Linked DNA regions of Mus musculus: region 1 is linked to region 2. Evidence: chromatin contacts called from public promoter capture Hi-C data. All regions are on one chromosome and are shown on one strand. Each heading gives the region's core, a stretch centred on a gene start, on an enhancer-like site or on the middle of the called end of the contact. The rest is flanking DNA. Distances are from core to core; before and after follow the strand shown. Region 1 holds the start of Alkal2 (ALK and LTK ligand 2). Region 2 has its middle 21 kb from the start of Tmem18.

The links. Promoter capture Hi-C pulls out the DNA fragments that hold promoters and counts their contacts.
Region 1: a contact with region 2 is called in a promoter capture Hi-C map of second pharyngeal arch cranial neural crest, with 9 times the contacts expected there. The contact joins the promoter of Alkal2 here to the enhancer-like site in region 2. A contact is called at or near these places in 28 of 39 promoter capture datasets (the 3T3-L1 cell line, 3T3-L1-derived adipocytes, the C10 cell line and 16 more), 11 of 15 datasets of contacts at CTCF or cohesin (CD8 T cells, the G1E-ER4 cell line, the NIH/3T3 cell line and 5 more), 282 of 484 Hi-C or Micro-C datasets (the 3T3-L1 cell line, 3T3-L1-derived adipocytes, the 63-12 cell line and 134 more), 55 of 115 datasets of contacts at active chromatin or transcription factors (CD4 single positive thymocytes, the NIH/3T3 cell line, PVALB interneurons and 37 more) and 5 of 9 other capture datasets (adipose tissue, embryonic stem cells, embryonic tail and 2 more).

Annotation. Positions count from the first base shown.
Region 1 is chr12:30,882,518-30,888,757 of GRCm38.p6, reverse strand. It overlaps Alkal2 (ALK and LTK ligand 2), which reads right to left and starts at 4,434. Exons shown (of 5, transcript NM_001159743.2): 1 at 3,719-4,434; 2 at 1,659-1,712; 3 at 1,498-1,578. The coding sequence starts at 3,974.
Region 2 is chr12:30,602,094-30,608,504 of GRCm38.p6, reverse strand. No RefSeq gene overlaps it. Among named protein-coding and RNA genes, the nearest start is that of Tmem18, 21 kb to the right of the region's middle. Within about 2 kb of position 4,599, at least 13 of the 459 cell types and tissues checked have an H3K27ac peak or open chromatin away from gene starts, as enhancers often do. A contact at or near this core is called in PVALB interneurons, SST interneurons, craniofacial prominence and 3 more, where this site is marked.

The sequences.
Region 1 (6,240 bases), core at 3,185-5,684, 280 kb before region 2:
GCTCTGTTCTTTGTGGAAGAAGAAGTCGGGAGGGGCTAATCTCAATGCACAAATGGGTCAACCTTCCACCTCTGGGGACTCAGATTGAGATGTGGCCAGAAGTCTCTGTATATTATTGGAAAAGGATACGACAGTGTGGAGCATAGTTCAGCTCTCTGGGAGAAGCTTGAAGAGACTGTAGAGTGGAGCATGAGCCTTGAGCCTGGTCTTGTTGATGCCTCTGTGACAAGCCATTTAAATCCTGTCTCCTAATCTCTAATTGGATAGGTTTTAATGCTAGAAGGTCATGTTAAAATTTAGAATCTAGAATTACATTGTATGAGAATATTTATTGTAAAATAGATAGGTACACACTTAAACAATAAAAAAGGTTCTATGGCCTCAAGAAAGAAGTTAATTCTCAAGCAGAAGATGGTTTCAGTGCACAAGAGAGCAGGGGAGGTAATGAGAGAAGGGGAACTTATGGCAAGTTCAAATGGAAAATCGAATTCTTCAGGGAGCGTGTCTGCTCACCTTGGGCTTCAGGCCTGACTCTGTCTGATAAGGGCGCCTGAAGCAGCCCTGCTGGGCCAAGACCCACAGATGTGAGGGCATGAGCCTGCCTAGCAGTGTCTGTCACACTGAAGCAGTCTGTAAATGACAGACATCATTATTCAGAAAAGCTCTGCTGCCTAAACAGAAAAAAGAAAATTACTACTTCATGTAACCGGTATATTTGTGGCAAGCAAAAAGGCCACTTCAGTCTGCTGACTGGGTTCGGTCCTCTGTCACCTCTGCCAGCGAGATCCTGGTGTGTCTGCATGGCTTTTCTTCTTTCAGTTTTAAATCAAGCAAAGATCATCATCCCATTTAAAAGAATGGCTTTATGAAGAGTGTAAGGAACCATTTCGGGGGAGTGAACTATATTACAGTAGATAAATAGATGAAGCTTGTTGAAAATGAAAAGAAATTTTAAAGGAAAGAAAGACATATGAGAAACGGGGCCAATGTATGAGCCCCATGTCACTGGGCTGAAGAATTACAGCCAAAAGAAAAGCTTTGGAATAGCAAATAAAATCCTTGGGTGCTGAGGGCTTTATTATTGATGGGATGAAAACCACACTAGTCAGAGCCATGGAGATGGTCAGAATAGTTTGATCAAAGAACCTCAGGCCAACCAGGCTGGTTACTTCAACACTCTGACCACCAGCAGACACCCAAGCAACTCACACCTGACTTGTGTGATGTTCAGCTGAATAGAATATGGACTTTGTGCCAGAGTTCATAAACAAATGAGGATGTGAATGGAAGGGGTCAACCCACTGCAAGAGCTGATTACATCCAATGGGTTATCATCAGTGGCACTGGTTGCTGGACAGTTTAAGCCATCTGCTCCAATGTCTGGGCATCCTGTCCCAACCCAGTCAGGTGGAGACACTCAGGCCCCCACGCCTGACACAGAGCAGACCCACTGCGTTGAGGAAAGAGTGGAGTTTTGTCTACTGGGTGCTCACTTACATGCGGGGATGGTGCAGTCTCTCGTGTTGTGGTAAAGTCTGTGAAAGTGCTTGCTGCACTTCGGACTGAAATAAAGAGGACCTGGAACACAGAGGAAGAAAGTCACAAAGACTCAGGGCACAAAGGAGCAGGGAGGGCAGAGGACTGAAGGGGACACACACCTGTGAGATGTTTCAGAAACTTGTCCTTCATCCTTAGATCTCGAGGAACAATCTCTACGAGGGGTGAGAAATCGTATTACTTGAACAGAGAACCTATGAAGTGTGGTCATAAAGTGAGTGTGGAGGAAATTCTGAGAATTGCATTATCCATACTACAATGCACTGGATAAAACAGGAGAACACTTGGTAGTTACACAAAATACAGTGTGGACACTTAGGTCGGGACATGATTTTTCTTCTCAAGCAGCGTTAACTACTCTTAAAGCTCCAAATATTACCAGTCTATTCTCTCTCGGAGGCCATAAAGTTGCAGGATGACAAAAACAATTTTCTCTTTTTGGTTATGTTCCAGTGGATCAATCACTTGTAAACGCTTTAATCGGAAGAACTTTGGAATCAAATTCAACAGCATTTAAAAGTTCAAGAAATAAAACTGAACCTTCAACTCCCCAAATGTGTCACTGAACAATATACATTGTAGGTAATGTTTTAAGGATCAAATTTCTTTAGGGCTTTCTGATAGGCTGGTGGGAACAGATGGGAATATACATCGCCTTGGTTTATAAGGCAAAGGAGGGGACCTAAAGAAAGGTTTTCACACATCATTTCATAGTCATGCTTTTAGTGGGCACCTGGTCTCCAGCATTGGTTCCCTGATTTCTTTTTCTGAGTTTAGATATTGTTTTTGCTTCATTTCTCAGCCTCTTCAATCATTTCTATGTCTCTGACCCACATGAGGCAAGTAGATTCTCTGTGATTGTGTAATGTCACATTTCATTTTACCAGAAATATTGTTCTCCGCTTTCCCAATAGCTGAAGAGAGACACTGGCATCGAGTCTTCCACGAGGGACATGGAGACTACTCCCCAAGGCCTTTCTTCGTGCACTCCTTATTTGAGTCAGTTTACACAAAAGTGACCCTATCATATTTGACCTAATTGTGTCATGAAAGCATTAAAAGCTTGTATGCTTCCCTGAGAAATTCCCACGGGCCACTCCGGGAAGGGCTCCATCAGGGAAGCGCTGGCCATTTCTGCCTCTGCTGGAAATGGTGGACTGGGAAGCCTCCCCTGCAAAGAGCAGAGTGTCCTGAACTGTGCACTAGCACATCTTGGAAGTGGATTAGGATTGCTATCTGAGAGGCTCACACACAGTTTCTTGTTCCTGCCAGTTTTTTTCTTGAGAAACAAGCAAAAAACAAAACAAAATGAACTCTCTCTCTCTCTCTCTCTCTCTCTCTCTCTCTCTCTCTCTCTCTCTCACACACACACACACACACACACACACACACACACACACAAACCCTGTTAAAATTTAAAGTTGATTTATCTTTAAACCTGTGTTTCTGAGAAGCAGTTCTTAAAAATATTAATATGTCTTTCAGACACGGAAGTTAGCCCTTCCATCCATATTGTCAAGACCCACTTTTGCTCCTCAGTACACAGTGTGGCTAGAACTCTTTTGGGGCCCACAGTGACAGGACCCCACTCACTCTTCAGGTCATATTGCTGGGCAATCAAACATCCTTGGTTTCTCAGGTCCATATGTCAAGACTCAGTCTCATCAATTCTGTTTACGTGTTCAGGACCCCACCCCTTCCAGTCCTCGTGGTCCAAAGCCTTGGCCCTCATTCACTCTCTACCTTGTAGGTTGGCACTGTTGGACACCCACCAATTACCAACTCTCTCCCCCTCAGATCTACACTGTTGGGATACTCACTTTCTGTTCCTCATAGTCTACACTGCCCGGATCCTCATCCACTTTCCACTGGTCCATTCTTGCCACAGCTCAATTTTATTAACTTTCTGTACTTTGTGGTCTACACTGCTGCGGGACACTCCTCCACTCTGTTCCTCAGATACACACTGCTACGGCTCCCTCTTCTACACTCTGACCCCACAGTCTACGCTGCCAGATACTCACCTCTTGAGACTTTCTGCCTTTCAAAATCTACGCTGCCAGAACCCCCCGCCCCTTACTCTCTTTCATATTATGGTCTACACTGCTGGATTCTCACCCACTCTAAGCCCTCCACCAGTTCTACACCGAGGAACACTCACCCACTCTCTGCTCCTCTTGGTCTGCCCCATAATCCGTGGCCTCTCTGCGGCCCAGGGCAAAGTCGGACTCGCCAAGGAGCTGCAACCTCTTGGAGTCTCCTATGTGGAATTTCTTCAGCTCCTGGACCAGCTCAACTAGCAACCTCAGCAGCGTTTGCCGGTCTGCAGGCCCCCTGGACTGCGCTCGTCCCCGGTCCCCCACCGTGCTCAGCAGTAGCAGCAGCGCAAGGAGCATCGGGCGCCCGGACACGCGCATGGCCCTGGTGGCCTGTGTCGCGGGTCTTGGGACCCGCCGCCCCAGCAGCCGGCGCCCAAGTTTCCCGCACGCGGAGTCCAGGCGCAGCCTGAGCCCGCCGCACAACTTTCTTTCACAGCGGGGACGGCGCGCGGGGTCTTTGGACACCTCTTTGAGATGCGAGGCCACAGGTGACGCCCCGGGGGCTGCCGAGGTCCGGAGCCGCGGAGCAGATGGGCAGCCCTGGACTTGAGAGGTCCGGGCACCTGCCAGCGGTGGGCCCCGCACTGCCCTCGGGCACCTGCGCCCACGCCGTGGATCCCGCGTCGTCCTCGGGCACCTGATCACCAGAGGTCCCGCGTCTGCCGCGCTCCTCGGTCCCCCAGTCCCGACACTACTTGATGAGCTCCAGCCCCACTTGTCCAGCGCAGGGACACAGGACGCGCAGCTCCTACGGGGACAGCGCTCACCCTGCTGCTCCGAGTCCCGCTGTCCTCGGGCGCTTCTTATTCCCGCGGCCGCCGACGTCAGGCGGGTCCCCCGGGTTCCGAGCGCCGCTTTAATTAGAACCACGGAGCGCCGCTCTGGGGCGCGGATATTCGTCAGGCCCCTCCGCCTCTCGCTCTCTCATCCCCTCCCCTGTCCCCTCCAGGCCCAGTCTTCAGTCTCCGCCCCTCCCTCACGTCTCCACCCGCGTCTGGTCTCCCCCTCTCTTGTCCTTCCTCTGCCTCTCCTGTCTCCCTCTCCCGCAGTCTGTTTCCCTCCGTTCCTGTCACAAGTGACAGGATGAGCAGAAACGCCTTTACCGGGAACTGGGATCTGTTTTTGTCTAAATGTAGATCTTGGGCTATTTAAAAGGAGCTGCTTGATTGCCTCAACATTGAGTGTCATCTAGAGTCTGGACTTTCTGAAGAAGGGTTCTGCTGAATACAGGCAGGTTTCTGGTTCTGAAGAGGATGATGGGAGCAGGAGCGCCCTGCAGAAAGCCCCTCACTTGGAGGGACCCAAGCAGCCTACGAAGGTTCTTAGAGCAGTGACACTGCTGTACCACGCTGGACCCGGGGCCTGGTTGGCTCCAGAGCTCTTGCCACTCAAAGCTGCATCTTTAAGAAAGTTTGATCTTTTGGAAATAGCCAGGCACATTTGCAAGGGCTCAGCAATTTACTTGCCTGATTTTTTTTTTTTCCCTCTTGTGATAAGTATTACCAACTGCACAGTTTCCCATTTCATTGGTGCTTTCTGGGCAGGAGCTGGAAGTCCTCCAAGTCGGCGATCACATCGGGGAAAGGTGTTCTTAGTACAGCATCGGAAAGGGAGAAGGCAAGCATTAAAAGCCTTGATCTTTAACCCGCAGTTGCTCAGGCTGCTGCGAAGATGCAGTGCCTTACAGGTGCGCACCTGCACTGGCCAAGGGTGAGCAAGGGATCACTGTGTGCCAGCCCCTGCTCTGCACGGTTCTTGACTTCTAACTCCATTTCCCCTCTCCACCACCTTCTCCCTCCTTTCACTGGTTTTCTTTCCCTAGCAGATCAAGTGCCTGGTAGAGTGGGACCACGAGCTATGGGAGACCCTAACAATTTGATTTTCAAATTTGGGTTTTTTGTTTGTTTGTTTGTTTTAGCTTTAGTTTAGGGCTCCCCCCCCCAGTTTATTTAGTTTTGTTGCATGCAATATAGTTGAAAGACATAGGATCCTGATGAAATGCATTGCAAGACGAAGGAAGATTTCCTGAGAAACAGATCTCAAGCAGATAAGATGGGATACTTCTCCTTCCCTCCTTTTCTCTATCCCTGTAAGAAGGGACGTGAAGTTCTTCTGGCAATAGGGAGTCCAACTGTCCATCTGCTTTCTCCTTTAGCAGGTCAGCATCCACCATACTCTGGTATCTGCACATCTATGCACCACTAATCACCGTGCAATGGTGACTTGGAGAGTTTCTAGGTTATTGTGATCATATTTTGCTTAATCCCAAACTGTTTTAGATTTACCTAGACCTGTTTAAAACAGCGCTTCACAGAATCAAAAGCTTCAAGTTTGAAGATGAAATAAGACAAATAACAGCAATGGAACGGAACCCACCCCTTCACATTCTACCAGCACAGCAAGTGCTAGTGATGAAATGATCCCTCTGTGGTCTTTCTGGTTGTCAGTGAGACAAAAAGAGTCCTTGTGGGACTCCTCTCCATCACCCAATTGTATTGTGCTTAACTCAGTGCACTACAGAGATAGTTATGTGCACAAACAATAGAGGAAATGTGTGTCTGGTTGGTTTTTGGACATGAAATCT
Region 2 (6,411 bases), core at 3,350-5,849:
TTGAAGATAGAGAAATAACATGAAATTAACTGTATTGGGAGATGCCGAATCTGAGATAATCTGAGAGGTATTGGGGGAGGGGAAAGAATTTTATCAAAATACATTGTGTGAAAATGCCAAAAATGAAATATTAACGAATAAATAAAATATAGTTCTACTAAGGGTTTAAGGGGTAGGAATCTTGGGAGCAAAGCCACATCTATTCTATTCATACCAAGGTCCAATCCAGTCTTCCCATAAAAGCAGACACAGAGGAGGTAGTACGAACCATTGGAAGCAACCTCCGTGACCTCTGTACTCTTGCCTACAGGTTCCTGACCTGACTGCCTTCAGTGAAGAACTCTGAAGAAGCTGAAATAAATCTTTTCCTCCTCACATTTTTTATAGTCATGGTGTCTTATCACAGTGATAGAAACCCTAACTCAGAGAACATCGATCCTGTCCCCTCCACCGTGGGGATGTATTTCAGTTTAATTCTGTGTGTGGTTTATAGAACTGTGGCGTGAGTACACGCATGGGTGTGCTATAAAGACAGTACTTTATTATCCATCAGCTTCAGTAGCTAGATCCTTACTAGGGCTCAGCCAAATGCCTGGGTGTCAGCATGAAGCTTGGGGGTCAGCAGATCTGTGCTCTATGTTCAGAATCAGAGCCCTATTAGTGTGTCTGTTATTTTAGGTAAATTATCAAAATGTGCTGATAGAGTCTCTGAGTTTCTGTGATGCACTTGGCTGTTTGTTTGTTTGTTGTTGTTTTTTTCCCTCCACCACCTTCCTTGATAAGTTTCTTACATACTCACTCCTCTGTCCTAGAAAGGGCAGCCTGGTTCCTCACTTTCTCTTTCTCTTGGCATGCAACTGCACCAGGATCCTCCCTGAAGACCACAGGGACACCTGATACGATTCCACAGTCTGGAGGGAGCATCCGATTACATGTCAGATTTCCGAATGAGTGCAAAGTATGTGTTAAATCTGTGCACCTGCCAGACTTCAAAACAAACAGAAACTACAGAATGCCAAGTCCCCAGTGACTAAAGATAATTACAACTGTATCTTTTAAAACATAATACTCTGTACAAATATGACTCTACCAAAAGGGGGAAAAAGCAATTTACTCAGGCTTCAACTGTTTGCATATATAACATATGCATGATATCTATATAGATATTTAGATATCTATTATATACAGATAGATAATGTTTGAACTAAGGTTTTTAGTGCTGTATTTTGATAGAATTTACTGCCATTTTCTCCTGATCTATTTATTCTTTTTGAGTACTGTGCCACTGACTGACTTTGGTTGGAGAGAAAACACAAATAGCAGTATGTTTTTCAGACCTGTGGCCTGGAACTTCCAGCATCTTCCCCTCTTCTTGCTCCTCACCTGCAGCTAGGGTAGAGAATCTCTACCGGGGTAGGGGTGGGGAGCCTGGAAACGGAGGACTCCTGGGGTAGATATGCCTGCCACTGCCTCTAGGATGAGCTGTTTGGACTGAGCTGTTCAAAATTTTGGGAGTTGGTAGACACTTTCTGCTTGTGAGTCACCCTGTCACACGGTTCTTCAAAGAAGGGAAGTGCGTTGCACAACGTTGTCAACTTTGCAAATAGGAAAACGAAACGCTTTTCTCAGGAAGTAAAGCGGCTTTCTAAGACTAAATAGTGTAACCATCAATGTGTTGCATATTCATAAGATAATGTGAGCTTTGGTGATGGTTTGAAGGACTTCCTATCACAATAGTGTCTGCATTTTATGCTGAATTTCTCAAAACATTAAGACATTTCTATTCACAGAACAGATTTACACTGCAGCCTGTTGGGTGAGGGTGGGGGCGGGGTAATCTAAGCCAGAATCCCTTAGTGCTTTCTTTCTTCCCCAAGAATGGCCTCCATAGGCTCAGCTCTCCTATACGCAGAAAGTCAGACTTGAAACTCTAAGCGCTCCATATCACCATTCAATTGACCCCTCATAAATACAAAACTCAACTCAAATTAAGTGTATAGAAGATTTCTCTCTGCATGACCTATGTGAGCACATGGAATAAAACACTTGGACGATTATTCATACAACTGCATAACTCTGATTTTGTCATTCTTCTCTGACCTTAATTTGGAAAAGAGAAAAAGTAGCAGAACCCGTGTCAAATAGAGGGTCTTCTCTCAACAGTTGCAACCCCAGCAATAAGCCAACGGCTGCACATCCAAGCCTGCTGACGGTGGCCATTCCCATTTCCTGCAACCTCTTGCTAGATCCCAGTACCCTTAATGAATTAAGTGCAACATACCTGAAGACCTTGGGGGAAGCACACACCTTTAGTTTCAATCCAGGGCTCTCAAAAACCACAGGATTGTTGGGCAATCAATACCACTGTCATTCCAGATTCCAGAAAATTGGGCTTGGGGCCAGCCAGGCTCATTTGTCCTGGGAGAGTAAAGCCACTTTCTCGGCTTTCGTACAGGCTTTCGGGAAGGCTATGGACTTTGTTGTGCTCTGAGAAGATCTGGCTCTGCGGTCTCACCTGTGAACTTCACCTTTCCTGTCACTGGGTCTGTACAGAGGAAATCAAAGATTTTTTTTTTCTTGATGGATGTTGCTTGGACACAGTTCCTACTACCTGGGGAGGTCAGACACGTAGGAAAATTATGTACAAATATTAAAAATCAACATTTAGGTTTTGATTCTTGTTTGATCTGATGCCTTTATAAAAACATTCTAATAATAGAGTGAAGAAGTGGTCAAAGCTATGACAACATGGACTATTATTTATCAAATAATGTTAGACTGGTAGATTTAAATAAGGTGATTCTTCCAAGAGATAAACGAGCAAAACATGTAAAGTATTTTGAGCAATATTCAAAAGGGAAGTGCATGTCAATATTCTTCTTACACGACTCCACAGAGCCTTGTGGGAACACCACCAGCCTGAACCCTCCCCCCACCCCCGGGGGGGGGGTCACCCATGTGCTGACTGAGGGTGTCTGCATCAGGATGTAGATTTAACAACTTGCCCTCTGGGCAAAGGCTGGGTATGTCTTCAGACAAGTGGTCCATACAGTGCTCTGTCAGGCTGGGACAGGGAGAAGGCTGGGGGAGCTGAAATGAGCTGCAAGGTATGTTTAAGGAGAAAACTAAATCTTCTGTTTATCCCATGCCACTGGTAAAGGGGACCATTCATCCTTGTGTGATATCTAAGACTGTTGCCAAAGGCACTCTAAGGGGACCGAATGCTGTGGAGGGTGGTGTGACCAGGGTGGTGACCAGGGTGGTGACCGAATGCTGTGGAGGGTGGTGACCAGGGTGGCCCTGGTCAGTGTTAGGAAACCATCTGGGTCATCTGGATCTCTCCGAGTTTGATGTTTTGAGAAAAGATGCAAGGCAGGAGCAGACAGCAGCACAGCAGGATAAATGTGTTAAAATATGCAACCTCAGCAAAACTCCTACTAACTGTGTCATCAAACACAGAAGGTTGCCTGTTCCTAGAAAGGACTTATCCCGAGAAGGACACATCCAGGGCTCCTTCTCTTAGCCCTCCATCCTCCCGGGTGTGCCTGCCACCTGCCCTGTTGCACTGAAAACTCGCTCCTCCCTGGGACACGCATGCTCACAATGAGACAGCAAGGTCTCTGCTGGTTCCCTACACTGTATCCTGAATTTTCATGTGTCCTGGGTCCTCGTTGCAGCTCAGGGAGGTCTTTCATCTCTACCTCAGATGCCAGACAGGAGAAAGCACAGAACTCTGTGTATGAAAGGAGGCTCAAAGGGGTCAATTCAGCCAATTCTTTCCCCAGGGTTTCATTAGTGACACTTGGCAGGCCAGGGCCCTGCAGGGCAGCTGTATAGACTACAGTGTAGACATGGCTCTGAGCTATGAAGGAAAGGGTTCCCAGACCTGAGCCCTGTGCATCTGTGTCTCCAGGAACTGGCTTCGGGATGGGCCCAGAAGGATTTGCCAGTGCGGCTTATAACGAATCTCGCTCACTACAAGCCTCCATTATCTGGTTTGTGTGATGCTAAATAATGGGAAACGTATTAAGTATTCAAAATATTCTGTTTACTTGGGTGAATGCAATGAAATCAATAACAGTTGCTACTCAGAAATCTGGGAAAGTGATTTTCTGGAATGGATTCTAAAATATTTTAGCAACTCGGAAGGTGGGGGGTGGGTATTGTCAGCCTGATTGTCGATAAAGTAGGGGTCAATTACAGAGTGAATGCAGTCTAAATTAATGCCACATGCTGGCATGCTCGGGCCACTCAATACACATCTGTTTCTAAGAGGACTCGACATTGAACCCAGGCTCTGTTTTGCTTTCCAGTGAGGACATGCAGGGGAGACTACAGCGAGAGGAAGTTGGTGGCTAGAGAGGTAAGTCTGAAGTAACCAAGTCCAGTATCGGCTCGATTTCACCACGGGGCTGGAGGGGGCAGTGGACCCAATCCCTAAGGCTGGATTTTGCCTTTGAGGCCAGAATGGGTTCCTGCATTGTGCGTTCTGGTCCCCCTCAGACTTTACGAACCAGCCTGGCCACTTGCCCCCATTTAGCACAGTGAGACACCCAGCTCTGTGTCCTGTTCTAGTCCCTGTCTCCACAGGAGGTCCACTGTTGGGCAGAGTCTGATACATCTCCCATAACTACACTGGTGCCCCTGCAGACAGCAGGGTACTCAGAACTAAATGTAGCCAATGCAATGAACCCTGCGCCTCAGGCTGAGGTGAAGGCAGAAGCCAAGGAAACAGACTCCCTGGATCCCAGCTCTTATTGCCATAGGTTCCGTTCAGGGGCCCCAAAATATTTCTTCTTTAAACGTAGCTTTGTGACTTCGTATCCTATGTTTTACTAAACAAACAAGTACACATCACACAGAAATTACACCATTTCATATATCAGATTATGTGGAAGAAAATACAACACCCACAGTCACGTGCCTTTGCTGACCAGGTGTATAAAGACAGATGGCTGTGACTTGCAGGATATTTGGTCAATGGAAGGAAGGGGGATTAAAGATATGGAAGAAAAGTGGAGTCACTGGGGTGCAGACTGAAATTTTATGCTGGAGTCCCAGGGTCAGTTGTGTGTCCCTGTTCTGAGCCATGTAGTGACATCAGAGAATACTCAGATCTGGCTTTATGGCCTTACATAGGACAAGGGGACCACAGCATCACCACATGAGGCCCATGTACCCAAGAAGAAGCATGTGATGAGAACCCCAAAAGAACAGGACAGAAGTAGATATTAGAGAGTCAGAGAGGCTCCAGATAGGGTGAGGGAAGGGAAGGCGAAACCGTGCAAGATATCCCCGGAAGATAAATGTTCTCATGGAGCAAAATGAAGGAGGGACATTTCCTTTGTCCAAGACACGGAGGTAGAGCAGATGTTGGGCTAAAGGAACAGCTGAAGCTTGACATGAGACAAGCCCACGTGGGGAAAGATACTCAACCACGTACCGTGGACATGAAAGGGGTGGAAGCCAATCAGTCGAAAACCCGTGCCTTTCTACGGTACAGGATGAAGCCTCCTTTGTGAGGGTACCCTGAATTCCCCTAGAGACCAGGGAGCTCCCAGAGCCCCCAGCCCTGAGTCCCTGCAGCTCAAGTTCTGGCAAATCCTGACTCTCTCTGCTGGCTTTGCTGGCTGCAGAGGATGCTGCCGAGTGAATTGGCCAGCTGTGCTCATTTCCTGCTTGCTGCTGGCTTTGGTTTTCATTTTGTCTTTTCCAAATTTAATAAGATTACCCCTTGAATGTGACAGAAAATGTTCACCCACCAATGTTAGTCACACCAGCGCTATATTTATTTAAGCTTTGTGATTTAGAATAATTTTATCGACATCTTACTTCCCGACCACAGATATCATAAAATAGGATGAAGGCAGATTAGGTGCACTTCAAACACGTCTCCCCTTGACAGGAGAAGCTGTTTGCCCCAGCAGCATGCATCAACAGTGTATGGAGGGAGCCTGATCTGTTTGGGTTCCTGACGAATGGTAGCTCCTAAGCAGGGTCTGCTGTAACTTTCTTTCTCTGGTGTGGCTTTGAGGCACTAAAGTGGTGAAGCCTATAGCTGGGTAGATTGCTCTACAAAACTGAGTCCCATCCACCCTCCGTCCCCCCCTCCCCGCCATACCCCCAGTTAATGCCTTTGGTTTGAGATGAGACCAGTAAGGTTCTTGGAGATAAGGTCTGTACCCTAGGGGTTCACAGCCCTCCCTCCCAGGTCTGACATGTTCCTTGCCACAGGCCTGGTCAGGGTGTCTGCTAAGTGCACTGCACCTATCCCCTTTACGCCACATCTTTGCCAATGTTTCACATTTTTAGACTTGACAATGTTTAGCAGATCAGAAGATGGCCCCTGGGAAACCCGAAGACTGTCTGGTACTCTAATCACCACCTGGTTAGTCTTTCCAGGAAATTCGA